Regions from separate parts of the Rattus norvegicus genome. Here region 2 is linked to region 1. A link is a contact called in public Hi-C data. All regions are on one chromosome and are shown on one strand. Each heading gives the region's core, a stretch centred on a gene start, on an enhancer-like site or on the middle of the called end of the contact. The rest is flanking DNA. Distances are from core to core; before and after follow the strand shown.

Evidence for each region. A called contact is a pair of places that touch in the nucleus more often than the background predicts.
Region 2: a contact with region 1 is called in a Hi-C map of psoas muscle, with 4 times the contacts expected there. The contact joins the promoter of Spatc1l here to the enhancer-like site in region 1. A contact is called at or near these places in 7 of 12 Hi-C or Micro-C datasets (the A7r5 cell line, Schwann cells, liver and 3 more).

Annotation. Positions count from the first base shown.
Region 1 is chr20:11,894,824-11,901,020 of GRCr8, reverse strand. No RefSeq gene overlaps it. Among named protein-coding and RNA genes, the nearest start is that of Col6a1, 7.8 kb to the left of the region's middle. Within about 2 kb of position 1,405, at least 12 of the 93 cell types and tissues checked have an H3K27ac peak or open chromatin away from gene starts, as enhancers often do.
Region 2 is chr20:12,080,013-12,086,515 of GRCr8, reverse strand. It overlaps Spatc1l (spermatogenesis and centriole associated 1-like), which reads left to right and starts at 3,756. Exons shown (of 4, transcript NM_001024296.1): 1 at 3,756-3,994. The coding sequence starts at 3,793. LOC134483885 (a long non-coding RNA gene) reads right to left here and starts at 3,670. Exons shown (of 2, transcript XR_010061044.1): 1 at 3,564-3,670; 2 at 2,541-3,194.

The DNA.
Region 1 (6,197 bases), core at 156-2,655:
AGCCCCAGTTTACGGAATGCCAAGTGAGTCACCTGGGCAGGGAGCGTTCACGGTGGGACTCACTCCTGTGGCAGGGCAAGGCTGGGTGTCTTGAGTTTCCAGAGCCACTGATCCAAGAGATATAAACATCCCGTCAGGGGTGACCATCATTTGAGCTATCCCTCGGTGACCACTTGGTACCAGTTGACAAAGAACCTCTCACTGGTAATCAGACCGGAAGGGAAGTGCTTTTGGGAAGGAGACATCAGTCTGCTCATGATGAGAGACTAAAGTCACACAGGCCACATGGCAGGCTGGAGACACTGTATGAAGCTGTTAGCCTCATTGCTGACACCAGTGTTCCTCTCAGGGGATGCTAGTGAACAGGTAACCTGGTGGCATCTACCCAAGTGACATGCCCGTTCACAGCCAAGAATGTCCCCTAGAGATGGGGTGCAAAGTTATAGCAGCATGTGAGTCTGCATGGGTACCATGATGTTATAACAACGACAATAATCAGTAACACTTGGAGGTACGTACGGTGGAGGCTGGTGGATAAGCCACAAGCTGTATGATAGCCCTAAGGCCATGAGACTGAGTTGTGTATGCACTGGAATGTAGGGTCCTGTATCAGGATCCTAAAGGGGACGCAGAATGGAAAGGCTTGGAGTCCCACCCTAGAGCAAGCTAGGTGGGGCCTGATTTGCACAGGGCTGGTGTCTCATTATGGGGCAAACAGTCAGCTTACGGTTGTAGGCCATGCCTGTGACCCCCAACTAATTGTTCCATGAAGGCAGATCCCTCCATTGTCATTCCCAACCCCCACCCCCACCCCAACCCTTTGTGCTCAACAACTCCAGCTGACTTGGCTCCTAGACTGCCCATTAACCTGATTCATTTTCGTTCCGTTGTCTTGAGAACTTGAGAATTTTATTTTCTGGTGAGCGGCGGACCGTGCCGTCATTTGAAAGGGACACTACGGAACTAAAAATGAGTGTGTGCACACGATGCCCAGAGAGACCAGCAAGGCAGAGCCAAGCAGCTAGGGGCAAGTGGGTAACCCCAGGCCTCCCTGCCCTTCGAGGCTTGGCTGAGAGCTCAAGTGACACAGACACTGGCAACTTGGTCTGAGAGGCTTCAAGGCTGTTTGGGGCTGGCCCAACACCCACAAATCTAAGACTGGATCTTCTGGAAACCCTGTCTGGCAACCAAGCCAGAAAATTCACGTAGCGTGCTAACTCTTTCCTCTTCCCCGGAGGAAGGAGCGATTTCCCCAGAAAAGCAGCTGACCCACGCTGCGGGCTGCAGCATTTGGGTGTCCCCGCGGATCCCTGTGGAAATCTCGTCTCTATACTTGGAGTCCCACTGCCAAACACTCATCCTGGGAGCATGACCCTGACTCCTGAGGACACGCAGAAGCTCCCCGGGGCAGAAGCAGGAAGTAGACACTTCAGTAGGACTGCACTCTACGCCAGCTGGAGCCAGTGCCTATGCACACAGAAAAGCATTCAGGGAGCAGGCATTTTGGGAGCTGCAGGCAGAGGTTTCTGCTCTAATCTGGTTCTCTTACACACACCCCCAAACCTCTGTCCTCACCACCCACTCCACATAGAAACCCAGCTTGCTGGTCCTTTCTGGGGAGGTAGAGGAGCCCAAGGGATACACGGATAGCCAGGGCAGTTGCATAGGTCACAAGACAGTGCCATGGTCATTCTGTGCTTGCTGTTGGTGGCATCTAGACCAGAAGCCCATGGGCAGAACGGGTCACATCTCCTTTTCCACCCCAAGATCTCTTGCAACCCTTTGGTCCCATCGACTAAGTTTGTAATGCATCTCCCCCGCACCCCCCCCCAAGTGGACAATGGCTCCCTTCTCTCGGGAGGCAGGGGACCTGACCTTGGGAGGGCGAAGGCTCTGAAAAGTGAACACCCTTAACCCAGACATATTCCAGAAATGCTGGCATGCCAGGCGGGGGTTGGGTACCATGAGCCGCAGGCCCATGTTGAGCATGGAGTTATCCACTGAGCCCGCTGTGGGCTGCAGTACCCCAGGAGATGTAGAGACATCTTTACACAAAGGATCCTTGGGTTCTTACCCTTCCTCAAGGGACCCTCTCCATCCGATTGCCAGCTAGCACAGCTGGCCACGACCGTAGTGGCTGGGGGGCTCCGGTTCTAGATGGGTTAATGTTTCCTATTACCTCATACTGGCCTCCTGCCTGTAGAGAGAGCAACATCTGGCAGGGATATTTGTCCAGCAGAGCCGGGGCCTCTTAGGGAGCAGCCTGGCTCTGTACCAGAAGCCAGCTGCAGGCTTAGGTGGGTCTCTAGGGAAGGGGCTTCCGGGTAAAAGGATCGCCACAGTGGTGCTGCACCACCTGGGTCCCCAAAGCCCACCCTCAAGGGCCTGGAGATGACAGCCAAGCATTCCTGTGAACAAGAGTCACTTCCTGTCCTGCTAACCCTGGGAAGCTGCTGGAGCTATGGTACGAGGGCCGGGCTAAGCAGTATCCCCAGAAGTTCTGAGGGGCCAGTAGGGACAGAGTTCCAAAATGAGATCGACTATGGGCCCAGGACCGTGTTGGAGACCACGAGGTCTGGGGTCTTCCCTCCTTGTCTCTATCTTCCAACAGCGACAATAGCAGGGCCCCTGTCCAGAGCCTGTAAGCGATGCCCTGGGGTCTAGAACCCTAATACCACTCTTCAGAGCATTCAGGCTGCTGACCAACATTCAAAGTTGCTGCCTTTCTCAGTCGGAGGAGGGGAGAGCAATGTCAAACATAAGCCGTCTAGGTTCTGTATCTCTGCCTAGACCCTGGTACTTAGACTATGACTTCCACTGTCTAAGCCTCACGGACAGCTGCCACAGCCCGACCACCTGAGTTCTACTGAAGTCAAGCCCATTCAGAGAAATCTTCCTCACCCGACTCTGCTGCACGCAGAGAACAGGACACTCCCTCCTCTCTAGAAGGAACCAAGCAGGGGGCTTCACCATTCACCTCAGGTAACCTGAGGATTGCCACAGTGAGCAGCAATATATGCAAGAGGCTGCCAAGACCTGTGGTATCATGATCTGTATATGGTTGACCCCGGGAGTGGCACTATTTGGAGGTGTGGCCTTGGTGGAGTGGGTGTGTCACTGTGGGCGTGGGCTTTAAGACCCTCATCCTAGCTGCTAGGAAGCCAGTCTTCTCCTAGCAGCCTTCAGATGAAAATGTAGAACTCTCAGCTCCTCCTGCACCATGCCTGCCTGGATGCTGCCATGTTCTCACCTTGATGATAATGGACTGAACCTCTGAACCTGTAAGCCAGCCCCAATTAAATGTTGGACTTATAAGAGTTGCCTTGGTCATGGTGTCTGTTCACAGCAGTAAAATCCTAGCTAAGACACTTACTTGGTCTTAGCACACACTGGGGCTTGGAGAGTCTCCAGCCTGGTGCTTCAGGGTGACTTGGCTGGCAACCTTGTCCTCTCACCCCATGGCCTCACCAACCAACCATGGAAGCCCCTTATCCTTGGTTCTCTCTGAAGATGCAGAGGAGACCAAGGGACCTAAGATCAGCCAGGGCAGCAGGACAGGCTGCATGCAAGAGATGGCCAGGGGTCTTTTCTAGCCTCTGTGCTCTAGACTGGGGGTATAAGGAACCAGGGACACTCAGCTCTGGGTTGGTTCCAGCTCTGCCATGTCCTAGCTCTGTGACCCCAGGCCAGAGAAACAAGTGAGAGTTGCTTTGCCACATGTCTAGGAGATACCCCTCTTGGTTAATGGGAGTTTATGATGGGGTCATAATAGCAGTGTCAGGGCAAGACGATCTCAATTGCTTACCAGGAGGCCACCATCAATGGATCCCATGCAGACTCTGTCCATGTGTGCTAGAACAGTGACTCTTAACCTTCCTAATGCTGCGACCCTTTAATACATCTCTTCATGGCACGGTGAGGGTGGCCCCCCCCCCCAACTATAAAATTATTTCATTACTACTTCATAAATGCAATTTGGCTTCTGTTATGAATCTTAATGTAAATATCTGATATGTAGGATATGTGACCCCCGTGAAAGGGTCGTTGAACACCCCCACCCAAAAGGGATCTTGACCCACTGTTCTAGGAGGTACCAACCTTAGGACCTTCTACCCGGCATCTGATTTCCACAGCCCCAGCTTCTCCGAGGGGGTCTCTTGCCAGGCAGATGTGTACCCTAGGTCACAACTGGAATTCCTAGGAACATCTACAAGCCTTGGTGATTTCTCTGATCTGTCCAACCCTGGGAGCAAATGATGTATCTCACTGTTCTGTGGAAAAGGGCTTAGTTCTTGTTCCATGGTCTCCAGGGACTGAGGGTCCATTCCAACACTTCCAAGTCGGGGTTATCTTTAAAAAGATAAAGAACTGTTGATACTCATAAGCCAATAAAGTCAAGACCCACAAGAGCGAGATGCAATTAACCCTTTTCAGCGCCTGTCTAGGATCCCTGAGGTATTGGATTCAGGTGACTGGCTCAGATATCTTCTGCCCTGGTTGGCAGAAGTCCCCCAAAGTCAGCATTAGGGCTTGGGGTACGCGTGGGTCCTGGTTTATTTATACCAGCTTCCTTCTCAGCCCAGACCGGAAATCGCATACTCTGGTGGTTAGGGGAGAGAAATGGACATGAAAGCCCCGTCATGAGGCCAAGTCAGAATACCAACTGTGCTCGCAGTGGTGCGGTGTGGCTGAGGCCACTAAGGAGACCAGCATTTGAAGCTGGAACCTCTCCAAGAAGGGCTCAGGGATCGAATCCAGGGAATCCTTTCCTGCCAGGGCCCGCAGCCTCAGTGTCTCTGATTGGAGTTCAAGGGCACCAGAACGAGAGTGCTGGCAGGCTTTGGGACTCCAGTGACTCTCAACATAGCCAGCAGCAGCGTGTAGCCTTCCGGGAGCCCAGGCCAGCAAAAGAGCATCATAGCTTAGCACAGGCATGGAGTACAACGGGGATTATATAGCACCCTGTTTCTACATCCGCGTCTGAGTCTGGGACCCTGCCCTCCTTGGAGATACAAAGGTTGAAAGAATAAGGCCCAGAGAAGCTCCCGGAGGGCCAATATGCTGGGCTTGAGCGCCCTCTGCTGTCCATCTGGGTGCTATTGCTGGCTGTTCATGGTGGAAAGAGGCAGAGCAGCCCCAGAATGGTCGGCACTGTCCCCTTCCTCATGCCTCTGGCTTGCTTGGATAGATTGCGTTTAGGAAACACTGAAGTCACTGGGGAGATTCACAATGTGTTCTCCATTTTTCAGCCCTACTGGGGCACAGCGTGACCTCCCTAGGCTGCCCTGTCTTGATAAGGGTGCAAGGAACTGTCCTACCAGAAGGAGCTATCCTACCCAGTCAGATGCAGATCAAGTAAGCAGCCTCAACTCTGTGACTAGCCCAGCCTTTGCTTGCCTGTTCCAGAAGTTTCTAATCTTCCTAAAGTTGGATCTTAGCCCTAGGTATCCCAGAGCTGACTCCATAACCCTATGCCATGAGACTTTGTTTTCCAGGAGCTTTGTGTGTATCCAGACATTAGTAGGAACTCCAATGGCAACTCCTAGCCCCAGATCCAGGACTCGGCTGTTCAGGAATAGAGAGACGCTGAGGTTCCAACAAACGGGATTCCACTGATAAGAATAGCAGAACTCTGGGGAGGGGCTGGACGCCCACCATGTAGACACTGTCTCAGGCAGCCTTGAGCCATAGACATACTGTATTATACATGATGTCACAACCTTAACAGGGTTGTGTCCTCCACCAATACCCTCTGAATTCTAATAGTTGCCAAAATGCTGACTCTCTAACCTGCCTCATCCCCACCACTGTCTTAATTTCTGTATGTTTTTAATTGGTTCCAGCTTATAGTATGAAAAAGGGGTGGGGTTACATATTTTCCAGTTCTAATCCTCTTAAGATTACTTTCCTATCCAATCGCATTGGCTAGAACCTCCAGCGACACTAGCAATCCACGATGCTAGGAAAAAGCCAAAGGGAACTGCCCGTGCCCCACTCTTGGACCCTTGCTCCTGCACTCTGGAGAGTCTGACATTCTCACAGAATGCCCAGGACGCAATATCACCCGGAGTGGCCATGGCCGCGACCGATGGGGGCATGATATGGTGACAAACCCCTTTGAGTCATAAGACTGGATGCATGTTGTCACCCACGCTCCAAAACTCCCTGAAACCAAACTGAGAAATCTTCTCAAAGCA
Region 2 (6,503 bases), core at 2,507-5,006, 180 kb before region 1:
TCAAACATGGCTGTAAGATCAGAAAGCCAAGTGACTACGTCAGGAAGCCAAAACCGGTGTAAAGAAGGGGAGAACAAATTGAGCAAAAGGCTAAAAAAGCTAAATTTATCCAAAGAGTAGGGCCTTGAAAAGATTAACCCGACTCTAGTCTGCTAAGTAAAAACAAAGGAAACGACTTATATCAAAAACAACAAGGGGCCCATCCGGGTGGTCCTCAACCTATGGGTCAGATATACTGCCTATCAGATAATGACGTGCGATTCATAACTGTAGCAAAATCACAGTCAGGAATCGCAATGAGATGACTTTATGGTTGGGGGTCAACGACATGAAGAACTATTCACAGTTCGGAAGTTACAATGAAATAACTTCGTGGTTGGGGGTCACCACGACATGAGGAATGTGTTCAAGGGTCACGGCATTGGAAGGTTGAGATCCCAGAGGTGTTAAGTCTCTGGCCACCTTGCTTTCCCAAGCTGCTGCTCAACCTTGCCTGCACATTGCACTCCCGCCTGCTCCCTTTTCTGGTTGCTTGGCTCCCAGTTCTTCTGCTCGCTGTGCCCCGTTAAAACCCCTGCCAACGATGTTCCTCCATACTGTTTTTATTTTCCCTCTTTGGCTTGATTTATTTGTGGGAGAGGTAAGACCGGCTGGGTACCTTAAGTTAGGCTCCTGAGGATAGATATCTGACAGCTTCCATGACTGGTTGTAAGGGTCTAGAAAGACAATGTGTCACACAGAGCAGGCATGTGTAAGTAGTTTTGGGTCCCTTAGGCAAGAGGAAGAGTTCCCAGGTAGCCTGGGCTACATAGTGAGATCCTATCTAAATACTATTTCCCCTGTTTTATTTCATTTTAAAGATTTGATTATAAGTTTAAAACATCCACAGGAGAAAATCTAGACCTATATCTTTACTGGTAAGTTCTATCGAATATTTCAGAAAATAGTTTAGTTAATAATTTAATGACTTGCCGGTTGTGGTGGCGCACGCCAGTAGGATTTGCTGAAGGAGGCAGAGGCAGGAGGATCACGAGTTCGAGGCCAGCCTGGGCTACACATTTTTGGGGCTGGGGATTTAGCTCAGTGGTAGAGCGCTTGCCTAGGAAGCGCAAGGCCCTGGGTTCGGTCCCCAGCTCCGAAAAAAAGACCAAAAAAAAATAATTTAATGACTTAGCATGAGCCGGACACTTGGCAATTCATTTTGTAACATGATGGTATAAAATCAGGTCAAGATGCTACTGAGAGGTCTCTGAGATGCCTCCCGGGGTGAAGACAGCCAATGCCAGCCTGACCCCCAGAACCCACATGATGCAAAGAGAGAGCTGACTCCAGAGAGCTGTCCCCTGACTTGTCACGTGTGCACTGTGGCACGGGTGTGCACCCACACGCAAACACACATGAGTAAATGAAAAGGCAGTGAGGTTTTTAGGGGCTGGGAAGATGGCTCAGTGGTTGAGAGCATCTGGCTTTCTCCCATGACATGAGTTAGATTCCCAGCACCCACATACTATCTCATAACTGTCTGTAATTACAGTCGCAGGGGAACCTAACATCCTTTTCTGGCATGCACGTGGTACACAGACATGCATGCAGGCAAAACACAGACAAATACATTTAGAATAAATAAATGAATAGGGTTGGAGAGATGGCTCAGCAGTTAAGAGCACTGACTGCTCTTCCAGAGGTCCTGAGTTCAAATCCCAGTAACCACAGGGTGGCTCACAACCATCTGTAATGGGATCCGATGCCCTCTTCTGGTGTGTCTGAAGACAGCTACAGTGTACTTATATAATAAACAAACAAACAAATAAATAAAATCTTTAAAAATGAATTAAAATTTAAAGACACAAGGTGATTCAGATCACATCTGTCGCACGTGTAATATGACATATTAGAAGGACAGTGCATCATGATGGATAAATAAACAGAATGTTGACAGGCTGGTGGCTGGATGGACTTTTCTTGCCTGGGGAAGAGATGGTCTTTCAGTGTGGTTAGAAGCTAGTAGAGGGGACCAGGTAGTGGCACACGCCTTTAATCCCAGCACTCAGAGGCAGAGGCAGGCAATGTCTGAGTTCCAGGCCAGGGGTACCCAGAGAGAAATCTTGTCTGGAAAAATCTCTCTGTCTCTGTCTCTGTCTCTGTCTCTGTCTCTCTCTCTCTCTCACACACACACACACACACAGAGCTAGTGGAGGCGGAAGCCCATCCACGCACCGTGATCCAGGAAACTGAGAACGGGGAATTCCTGACTGACTTCTGACCAATGCTTTTATGAGCTCTTAGTGGTTCACATTTAGGTTCCTGTTGCCCTTGTTTGAGGAGAGAAGCCAATCGATCCAGTATTTGATGTTTAGATTTTCTTTTCTCCACAAAATCCAAGTTTGCAGCACTTGAAACGCTAGACTAACACAGCTGCCTGGACTGAATATAAGGATTTTTACCCAGGGACCATGCCAATGTCTGCACAGAGTAACCCAGACCCTGATGGAGAGCCCCGGACATCGGCAGAAGAGGACCTGGTAGAGGTTGGATTGGCGTTTTCTTTTTCTTTCTTTTTTTTTTCTTTTTAAGATTTTATTTATTGTATATGAGTACACTGTAGCTGTCTTCAGACACCAGGAGAGGGCATCAGATCCCATTACAGATGGCTGTGAACCACCATGTGGTTGCTGGGATTTGAACTCAGGACCTCAGAAAGAGCAGTCGGTGCTCTTAACCACTAAGCCATCTCTCCAGCCCCCATGGATTGGCGTTTTCTGGTTGCATCCTCTCTCATCAAGGAGGACCAGACACCCCCAGAGTGTCTCTGAGCAGTCGGTGCGGGAAGAGTTGATTCAGAGACAGAGTTCATTTATTTCGTGCAGGAGGAAGAGCAGGGTGCCCAGGTGAGTTCCCAGACAGCTACGTTAGCTGACTACTGTAGCATTGCCAGTCTCGGGGCCACTGGTTCTTAGGACCTCATCCTACTTAATCCGGGGTTTGGCATGGAGTCAGACACCCAGTGCTCGGTGTGTGCAGTAGACACAGATGTGCTGCCTGAAGTCTTGTCGTGAGGACAGTGTGATGCGAAGTAAGTGGCCTCCACTTCCAGCCTCGTCAGGGTTCCTCTAGACTCTCCCTGGGACTGTGGGGCAATCGTGGGTCTCTGTCCTAGACTGGTCACTTCGTCTGCTCTCATGGCCCTTGTCTTCCTTCAGTACAAGTTCCAAGGGTGAGACTCAAAAGCAGAATCCCACATCCCCTGTGGGTTCTGGGAGCCTCACTGGCCTATGGTCCCCGTGAAGCCAGCTAATGAGAGATTAACCTCATAGGCACACGTCATGGGAAGGGCAGCTGTTCAGTGACAGCCAAGTTGCCACCGTGGCCTGTGGGCTTCACGTGGTGTGACAGCATGGCCCTCCTATGCGCTGTTCTGGCTGTTTTTGGAAGCTGCTAGAAAGATATGTCCTCCCTGTCCGGGCTGCCTTCTAGAAGGTCACCCTCCTTCCTTCACGTTCCAGAGATGAGTCAGTGTTATGAGCACTCAATCCCTCTGCGGTTTGAGGCCCATGTCTACGTACTTGCATGCATCTGGCTTCTCTGTGTATCGCCAGGCCCAGGTTGCTGTAGGGATGTCTGGGAGCAGGGTGGGGGAAGAAGGCACTGCCTCTTTAAGGGTAACGACGTCACAAGGCTGTGGAAGGCCGGGCATCGTGGAACTCCGTAGCCTTAGGCTGTTTCTGTGGGGGGTCTTGGGGCTGTCTTTCCATCTCCATGGGGCCACAGGCCCATATGTGAGCACTTGACACCATGGCAGAGGGGAGCGAGCTAATGAGCAGGCTCATGAGTGAGAACGCAGACCTGAAGAAGCAGGTGCGCCTCCTGAAGGAGAACCAGATGCTGAAGAGACTGCTCAGCGAGAGTTGCCAGGACAGCTGTGGCCGAGGGAGCCGGGACCTGCTCTATCCCAAGGTCCCTACCTACCCTGAGGCCTGCTCCCCCGGGAATGGAGGTGAGGCGCAGGCTTAGCCAAGACGGAGAGCTCGACCCGTAAAGGGTTATAGTATTCAGATAGGCTTGCGGATATGTCAGTTGATGATGTCTCAAAGCACCGCCTCCTGGCCTGAAGACGGGCAGGGTGTGATCCCGTGGCTCCAGGCCTGCTGAGGTCATCTCTGTTTGGCTGGGCTTGCCTGGGAGGTTTAATTCTGCCCTCTGTGTTTCAACAGATTGAGCTAAGCTGACATTCATTTGACATCAGATGAAAGAATCACTTGGTTGAATCTGGCTTCAGGGGAGGGGTACAGCACCCACCCCAGAGGGAGATACTGATAGCGACTCTTGGGTGTGTTGGTGGCAAAAACTATGATGCCACCACCTGATTACTAGAGAGTTTCAGCTAAACCTGTAGCCGTATGTATGTATGTACGTACGTATGTATGTATGTATGTATGTATGTATGTATGTATGTATATACAGAGAGTGGGGTGTGGGGGATATACGTGGAGCGCTGGTTTTCTTTCTGCAAAAAGTAGCCGGTCGTGTTTTAAAAATTTCTTTTCTGTAAAAAAAAAAAATTCCATTTTTTTACGAATAATAGTGTGATTTGGGATGTGGTGGTTGGATGTGACCCGTGGCCTTGACTGGAATGTGGACAGAGCCCCTTCTCCCAATCTCTGATATCTGAGAACTCTGGTGACCCAGGGGGTTCAGCTTCCTGAAGGAAGCGATGGCTGTTCATGCCACCTGGCCAGAGTGGGAGGCGAGAGAGATGCTTCAGCTCACTGTTGAGGTAAAAATAAAAAAAGGGACGGAACGGTTCCTGTGCGTACCCTGGTGGCCACAAGCTCTCGCTAGTTCTGACTCCAGTGGGCCATTGGAACAATTTATCTCAGCGGCTCCAAGCTACCCCCATCTACTTTCCGACCTGCTGTCTGAGAGCCATTCCAACACAGCACCCTGTCAGGCCGCCCCGCCCTCACTCACAGCTCTCTTGGCTGGTGTCCACCACACCAGGCATACGCATTCCAATTCCATGGTGGGCCAGGTACATCCGGCCACCATACACTCTCTTGAACTCAATTAAGTCGCCATATGAAAGAACACATCACACAATATGCTCTGGTCCAACTGATAAGATATAATTTGCCCATCTGGACAGCACAAAATCCTGTGCACACATCTATCCCCTAAGAATACTCATAACAGGGCTGGAGAGATGGCTCAGCGGTTAAGAGCACTGACTGCTCTTCCAGAGGTCCTGAGTTCAAATCCCAGCAACCACATGGTGGCTCACAACCATCTTGATAAGATCTGACGCCCTCTTCTGGTGTGCATGAAGACAGCTACAGTGTACTCATATACATAAAATAAATGAATCTTTAAAAAAAAAAAGAATACTCATAACAACCTGTAATCTGTGCAGAGAGGAATCTTAACATGCACTGCCTTGTTCTTTCAGCTCCTTCCTCCTTGCTCCGGCCTCCTCTGCCTCTCTAAAACTTTCCTCCCGCCCATCCTTCCTTCTTGTCCAATGATAGGCCTCTTTCTATCCTGTCCCTGCCTCCCCCTGCATAATGACATCAATCTACATCTTACCAAGTCCTTAAGGAGACAGACAGCCCAATGGTAAACTAGATTTGGCCAGGCTTTGTAGCCCACTTCTGGGGGGGGGTGTCTTTGAGACCTTGAGAACCTGCATTTGCTGTAATGGCTTTTTAGAGCCCATTGGGTCATTTGCCTCTGTCCTCCGATCCCAGCCAGCACTGAAAATGTGCTTTGTAGCCCATTGGAGTCTTGTAGACACAAAGCCTACCAGAGGGGTGAGAAGTCCTTCAGATTTCCATTATAGGTGTCCTGCGTCCCAAGGGGGTCCTTGAAGAGGGAGCTTGGCTCTGTAGGGGATCCTCCTGGGGAGACAGAGTAGGGAATGGAGGCAGAGTTGCCGTCAAGTGGCCGAGAAAGCAATATTTGTTGGAGTGGCTGTGCTCACGCAACTGGGTCACCTGTGACATCCTGCAGCGAACGTGTGATGTTTGTAACACAGATGTGCTGTGGCGGTCATGTGAGCACCCGTTCCCATGGTTCATTGCCGCTAACCACTGTGAGAGATTGACAAACCCCACGTCGCCTGACCGCGTTCCAGGGGCGTGAGAGAGGGGTCAAGGTCCAGTCTCGCACTGAAATGCGGTTTTTTTTTTTTTCCAGAACTGGTTGTCAAAGAGACTCTCTTTTTCTCAGAAGTTTTAGGTTTTGGTTCACAGGTCCTCTTTGGTTTACTGCTTCGTACCGAGCCATTGAACACAGACAGGCTCCCCAGAAAAAGTCATCAATGTTTCTAGCTGGGAGCTTTGAAAGGTAAATGACAGGCAGGCCCTCAAGGGACGACAGGTCTTACAAGGACAGACAGGGAGGTGTAAGCATCTTGCTGGCAAGTTGTTATGCTTTTTTCTTATAAACACTTTTGGGGCAGAGCAATGACTCCTGCCTGCGTACATCTTAAGATAGGACGATAGGCTCTA